Linked DNA regions of Mus musculus: region 1 is linked to region 2. A link is a contact called in public Micro-C data. All regions are on one chromosome and are shown on one strand. Each heading gives the region's core, a stretch centred on a gene start, on an enhancer-like site or on the middle of the called end of the contact. The rest is flanking DNA. Distances are from core to core; before and after follow the strand shown. Region 1 holds the start of Nubpl (nucleotide binding protein-like). Region 2 holds the start of Heatr5a (HEAT repeat containing 5A).

Evidence for each region. Hi-C and Micro-C count contacts between places; a contact is called where the count stands out from the background.
Region 1: a Micro-C map of embryonic stem cells shows a contact between it and region 2, with 6 times the contacts expected there. The contact joins the promoter of Nubpl here to the promoter of Heatr5a in region 2. A contact is called at or near these places in 1 of 39 promoter capture datasets (macrophages), 1 of 484 Hi-C or Micro-C datasets (embryonic stem cells), 1 of 115 datasets of contacts at active chromatin or transcription factors (effector CD8 T cells) and 2 of 9 other capture datasets (adipose tissue and liver).

Annotation. Positions count from the first base shown.
Region 1 is chr12:52,096,392-52,099,749 of GRCm38.p6, forward strand. Nubpl (nucleotide binding protein-like) reads left to right here and starts at 1,355. Exons shown (of 11, transcript NM_029760.2): 1 at 1,355-1,500; 2 at 1,962-2,109. The coding sequence starts at 1,393.
Region 2 is chr12:51,969,707-51,973,356 of GRCm38.p6, forward strand. Heatr5a (HEAT repeat containing 5A) reads right to left here and starts at 1,615. Exons shown (of 36, transcript NM_177171.4): 1 at 1,497-1,615.

The DNA.
Region 1 (3,358 bases), core at 105-2,604, 130 kb after region 2:
AGAAATCTAAAGCTATTTGAGGACACATGCCACAAAAGAATATGTGAGAGAAGGCAAGCTGAAAGCGGCGAGCCTAGTGTAAGGCAGAGATAAAGGAATGAAACAACAAGGGCCGTAGCTTGAGGGGAGCAAGCAAGAGTCTGGAGGCCGTTTCAGAGCTTACGTCGTGGAATACACTTCACTAGGAATAGTAATCCTTAAGGCAATTCTTTGATGTTGTTATGCCCATAATAAAAATACTAAAATTAAGAATTAGATCAGAGAAAAATAAACTGATTTTGAGTCCTTGATATGATAAATACAAATAAGAAGCAAACGAAGGAAATAAAAACCCTCCCGAGAAAGTCTTATGCAGACTTTTGAAGGCAAACCGTAGCCATACCTCCAGCCATCTTTAAGTGGATCTGGTTTCTGGATAAGTGTGTGAGTTATTGTTCTTAAAGGGATTGCTTTTGCTCTTTCATCTGTCTTGGATATAGTGCTGATTATCTATATGTACACATTCTTACCTCCCTCAAGTAAAATTCTGCTCCCTCCCTCCCTCAAGCTTTTACTCCAATCTCCGTGCAGATGATTGAACCTGGGGCGTCATATATGCTATGCAAATGCTTTACTACTAGCCTAGCCCTTAAGTTCCTTCGCAACTAGGCTTCTTTACTTGTTCTATTTTCTGATTTAGCTAAACTTTTTGGAATCTAGTAAGGGCTTCTCACCTCTCTTTTGTGAACCATTAGCAACAGAAGCATACAAGGCGGTGGGGGGGGGGGGACGGGACGGGACACTAGCTTAGTGCACAGTTGTACTGTAGGTCACACGCAATGTGTGTGTGTGTGTGCGCGCGCGCGTGAACACACACACGTGTAAATATAATAATGTTAACAGTGGCATTGCTGAAATGACCATATACAGTACTATGCAATAAGGAAAACTTAATCCTCAAATTCCAGCTTTTCCCATTTCTGTTAAGATGGGATATCTTATTAAAATTTCCAAATCTCAGTTTTTAGATTAATAACAAGAGAGGAGGATTGGCGACGCAGCTCTTTGGCAGTGTGCTTGCCTAGTGTGAAGGAGGCCCTGAGTTCAGCCCTAGCATAAAGCCACCCTTCAAACATAAAATATATTTTTTTCCTAATAAGTCTTCTTGTTTACTCTGGAAGAATAAACTAAAGTGCTATATGTGAAAAGGCTTTGGGAATATCTGGTTAAACGCTGCAAAAAAATATTTCTAGCTGATGACAAACAGTATTAAATCAAATGGAGTCCCTGAGCTGAAGAAACACCAATCAGGCTCATCTCCAGGAAGGGGACGCCAAGGGTTGCCACGTGACGTCATTTTTCCGCGCCGGACGCCAAGTGCTTCCATCCCGGCCCGAGCAAGAGCCGCGCGCCATGGGGACCTGGCGGCGTTTGCTGCTCTTTGGCGGGGTGTCACTCCGGGGTGGTGGCGCGGCCACTGTCCCGCCCCGGGGGTGCCGAGCTTTGGGTTGTGGGCGCCAGGTGTGTGCCGAGCGCGGGCGGGGTGGTGCCTGCGCGCTCCCGCTAGCGGGTTTGCTACAAGGTGGCTGGGGCTTGTGGTCCCAAACTGTCCCGAGTATGGATGTGTGGCATGCACAGTGCTCTCTTGTTTTGGGGTTATTTAGTGAATAGGTTAAGGAAAAGGCAAATCTGCGGAGGGCTTAACTCGGTAAAAAGTCCACTTCAGGGTTTTTTTTTTTTTTTCTTTTTTTCCATCCTCACTTACACTGGTAGACAAATTTCAGCTTGAACAATTACCTTTGACGTTGAGATTAGCATTTAATAAAGACCACCTAAAGGCTAAGTCTATGGCAATGAACATTATTAGAAAAGAAAGCCCCGTTAAACCCAAACTCTGGGTTGTTTTCTCTTTTACAGCATAGTAATCCAGTGATGAGAATGATTGGTTTAAATCACTTTTTTTTTTTTTTTTTAACTTAAAGTTATTAGGCGCTGAGAGTGAGGCCTTGAAACAAAGAAGAACACAAATCATGTCCCGAGGACTTCCTAAGCAGAAGCCTATAGAAGGTGTTAGAGAAGTCATTGTTGTGGCCTCTGGAAAGGGTGGTGTTGGAAAGTCTACCACCGCAGGTATTGTAAGGTGTCCCTTCCCCTCCTGACTAATGAGTGATGCTCTCAAATGCACTGTAAATGACCACCTTTCAGGCTTCCTATCTGTGATGTTTCTGACATTGGTTCCTTAGAACTAGGATTTGATAACGGCTGGGAGCTGAACTAATAAACATCTGCATTACCAGATTGCCTATTCAGTAGAGCAAAAAGTAGTTAGATTGTCTACCGGTATTATGTTCACTTAACTGGGAATCTCTTTCGAAGGCTGGTATGCAAATTGCACTGACCACTTAGCCCAGTGTATTTGCCATAGAAGCGCCTAGGAATTGGTTGCTGTTACTTTTAAAACATCCAGTAATTGTATACTAAATTATGTCTGTTCTTTTTCACTGTCATTGTACATGTACCTGAATATTTGCAATGAGAACACTTATTACTGTGTTTGTTTTTCATTTAATCACATGATTTATAGCATTTCTAAAGTCACCAAGACTTTCCTGTGCTCAGGTGCATGTGTGTGGAGGGCAGAGGGTAACATTGGGTGTCTTGGTTGTTCTCCACATTTTTTCAAGGGCTGCCTGACTACTAGCTCTCAGGACCTGCCTGTCTCTCCTCTGTTCTATCCAGTGCTGTGGTCACACCCAGGTCCTTGTGCTTGTGTGGCAAGCACTTATTTGGAGCCATCTCCTCTCCGAGTCATCTTGTCTTCACATCCTCTTTAACAGTATACTAGCGATGGGGAATCTTTTTCGTGGCTCTTTTTGGTGATTGTAATTTGTCACTAAGATGGTGTTTTTAGCACCAAAGATTTTCAGTCCTGAAATCGAATCAACACCCAAGACTAAGAGTTATTTTCAAAAGAAATCTTTTTTTCTAAAGAGACTATAAGGAATGATGACGTGAGAAACTTCTTGTAACCCTACCCATTAGAACAGCTTATTGAGCTGTATTGGCAAGTAAATATTATGTATTTTGAAGGTTCTAGTGACAGATAGTTCTGTACAGTTACCCTCATCAGCCCAAGGAGGTTAACTAAAAAAAAGTTTGTATTTAAAATTAGATGATTTACCTACTATCAATCTGGAATACAAATTATTTTGTAATATATGAGTAGATTTGTAAGTACCATGCCCTAGGTTAAACAAACTTTATATACAGTATTTTAATCCTCACAAGACTTACAAAAGTAGGAGACAGCTTTATTTTATAGAGAAGGAAGCAGACTGACAGATAAAAACCTATAGCTACATGGATACCTATAACAGCA
Region 2 (3,650 bases), core at 365-2,864:
TTCTAACTGCACCGCTGTGGCGGGCAGAAAGACTGCTAGGGCTTTCTCTAGGTTTAGGGAGAAGACCCTGCTCCAAAAAAGCAGAAAGTGAGAGCAGGGCAGACAGTCCTGGGTGCAAGCACCTTCGAATACATGTGCATATTACTACCTCCCCACCCCCTCCCCCGTTATTTGGGAACTCTGTATTTTCCTGCTACTAACATCAAACGCTAATATAATTAAAGAACAAGTAAAGGTAACCTAATCAAGGATCCATAAAGAGTACCAAAGGTTAAGTCAGGAGTTTATTCTTGACCTACAGCTATCTATGTAAAGTAAGTGCATTCCACAGCACAACCAATCCGCTCTCCAATATTCTCCCGCCCCTATCTTAGTAAAACTGCCTCCTTGCTCTCTGGTGTTCGTTTTTTTTTTTTTTTTTTTTGAAAGTGAGTTAGCTGATGTGGCTCTCTCTACCTAAGCCTAGGTTGGCTGGGAACGCTCCCCTTTTCTGCCTCAACATCCTAAATACTAGAACTACAGATGTGCAACGTTAAGCCTGGCTTTATTCGTTTTTGGATGCTTATCTAAAATCTCATTCTTTGCCTCTGTGTATTAGTGCACCCCTTAAATTCCAACACTCTGAAGGCAGAGGCAGGTTTGAGACCGTCTCAAATAAATAATCAAACCTCATCCTCAGACATTGTCTCTAAGATGTTTGCGAAATAAAACCAGGCAACCTTGCATTAGGGTTAACTTAAGTTAATCTCCCAGCATTGTTTTTCAAAGTCCTGAACTGTTATAGGGCTTTTTTTTTTTTTTACTTCCTTAAACTTCTCCTTATCTCTAAGCTCTTTAGTTCCTTTAGGGTGACTAGCATTCTTATAAACCACGCACAACCCAAAAGACTACAAACCATCTAATTTGTCTGACCTGAGAGTTCAAATTCCCTTAACTTGTCAGAGGTACACGTTACGGTTACTAAGTTCCATTAGGTGCTTTACGAAGTTTCTAACGATTTGCAAACGATTTGCAATCATTTGAGATGATCTCTTTCTTGCTGGCGTGAAATAAGCAAATAAAGGAAAATAAAAAACAAACGTTTCCACCGACTCCGCAAACGCCCCTGGCGAAGGCTTTCCTTCTTAAGAAGACCTGGAAACTTCTGGCAACGTCCACTCTCTGCTGCTGGGGGCCGACCTGGAGGTGCAGGGCGGGTCCCCAGCCGCGGGGCAGGCGACCGGGTCCCCGACTTTCCCCTCCCGCGTCCCAGCCCCGCAGCTGCCGACCCCGCCTACCTGTTGGGCTGAGGAGGAAACCCGCCACGCCGCAGTCAGCCCCCGTGTCCCGTCTGTGCCTGCAGCCGGGACCCCGTCCCCCTCGGCTCCGTCCCACCGGGCCGGGTCCTCAGCCTCCGCACCGCGCCCACCCGGGACCCGCGCCACCCGGCTCCAGCCGCTCCCGCCCAGTCCCTAAGCACGCCGCCCCCAGCTTCCTCTCCGGATCTCCCGGCTTGCCTGCAGAGACGCCCTGAGCTCACACCCGTCCCGGCTGTGCCACGTTCCCGGCTCCGCGACAGCACAGCGGCACCCGGCTCCCCGCGGGCGAATGCGGAGCTGGGAGGGCGGGCGGGGCTGACAGCGCGGCGGGAGCGGCCATTGGGAGGGCCCGGCCCCTCCCGCGCCCAGGCTGGCCAGCCGCCCGCCGAGCCAGGGAGCGCACACTGTGGCAGGCGTGACTACTCCACCGCCGAGAGAGCGATGGGAGCTCCTGAGGCAGAAGTCACTTCTAGGACAGCGTGCTGTCCTCCAGTCCGGAGATTCCGGCCACAACTATTTTTGTCTATTTTTGTCGCCAGTCAGAATCTACACTTGCGGCTTAAAAGGCAGACACTTCAGGAGCCTGGAAATATTCAGGCAGGGCCGGAGCTGAAGGAGGATATGATGGAATCTTACCCGAGGAAGGGACTCTAAAGAACTTTTAACAGGAACCTAACTGTAAAAGGACTATGTGAAGATTCCACGCGGAGTCCGTGGCTCTGAGTCAGATGTGTTTTTCCACTATAATCAGGATTTTGAGTGTAACTTTTTTCCCTTGTTTTGAAACAAGCTTACAAGAAGGTTGCAATCGTAGTTCAAAAACATTATTCCCCGAACGGTTTTGAGATTTAAGTTGCTAATATTATGTCACAGTGTTCCTAAGCAGTTTACACATAGTCATAATAACTGCAATAGCGATATTCTTTATGCAATACACTCGGTTTCTTGGTTGTCTCAATCATGTTCCTTGTAAGGAAAGGCCTTCAGTTCCGAAATAAGTGTTCTTTCTAGTTGCAATGCATATCTTCAATCTGGAATACTTCCTTAGTCTTTGACATTTACAACCTTGACAACTTTGAAGACTATTGGCTCACTGTTTTTATAGAAAGGCTTTCATTCTGATTCTGTCTGATATTTATTCATGATTAGATTTAAACTAGATATCTTTGAGGACTCTCACAAGTGATTCCATGTTCATATGTGTCGGTGTTTGCTCTTCAAAAAGCTCCTTTTTCCATCTTTGTAATTAATATGTATTTTCTGAAGCTATTTTGTTTCAGGGTACCTGTGAATAACCTTGTTTAGAAATTCATAATTTATATTACTGGATATAGAATTGTTCCACTTCATTAAGTTGATTATAGTGTTCTTCCATTATTTATCTATTTACTTTTTACAACTTTTTGTGTGTGGGCCTACACATATGTGTGCCACATGCATGCAGTGCCCATGGAGGCCAGAAGAGGGCATCAGAGTTATAGGCAGTTGTGAGGTCCCTGATGTGGGTGCTAGGAACTGAACTGGGGTCCTCTGCAAGAGCAATGAGTGTCCTTTTCTTTTCTTTGTGTTGCATCCTGTACAGCTTGGTCCTAGAAACCTGACTGGGGCAAGAAGAAAGGGCAAACACAGGCACAGAAAAGTTGGGTTAAGGTGGGCCCTGCACATTTTAATGGAGTGGCATCAACTATGAAATAACCCACTGGAACCTCAGAACATGAGGCTAGTAGTCTTGATAAGAGGTATCTGTAGTGAGCTGCAGTTGCTGGGTTTTTGCACACTTTGGTCAATCATTAGTAAACCCTTGACCCAGAAGAGGGCTTTGCCACTCCCATGGGTCTGAGGCCTTGGGTCCTTGACATAGCCATGCCTTAGTCGACAATACACATTCTCTCAGGGCTTATCTCAGTTCCTTACAGTTTTGTTTTGTTATATGCACGTAGGTATGCCTGTCTTTACTTGCACCGTAGGCATGCCGTATCCTTGGAAGTCTAAAGACTGTGTTGGAGCTTTAAGAACTGCCATCAGATGTCGTTGTGGGCTGCCTGATGTGGGTGCTGGGAATTGAACCAAGGTCCTCTGCCTGAGCAGCATAGAGCTATGTCTCCATCCCTTTCATCTCTTTTGATGATCAAATTCTAAGTTTCCTCAGTCGGAGATTCATTCATTCATTCTTGGCTTCTGTGTCTTTGTGTTTCGAGTTATTTCCCAACATTCTAATACTAAACATTTAAAAAGATATAACACATTGTAAAGACTACGTGTACTCTCTACCCACCATCCAGATTCTGTGTCCTTTAGACGTATCTCCCAATTCTTGACGCACCTTTACGGTGTGGCATAATTAAGATTTCT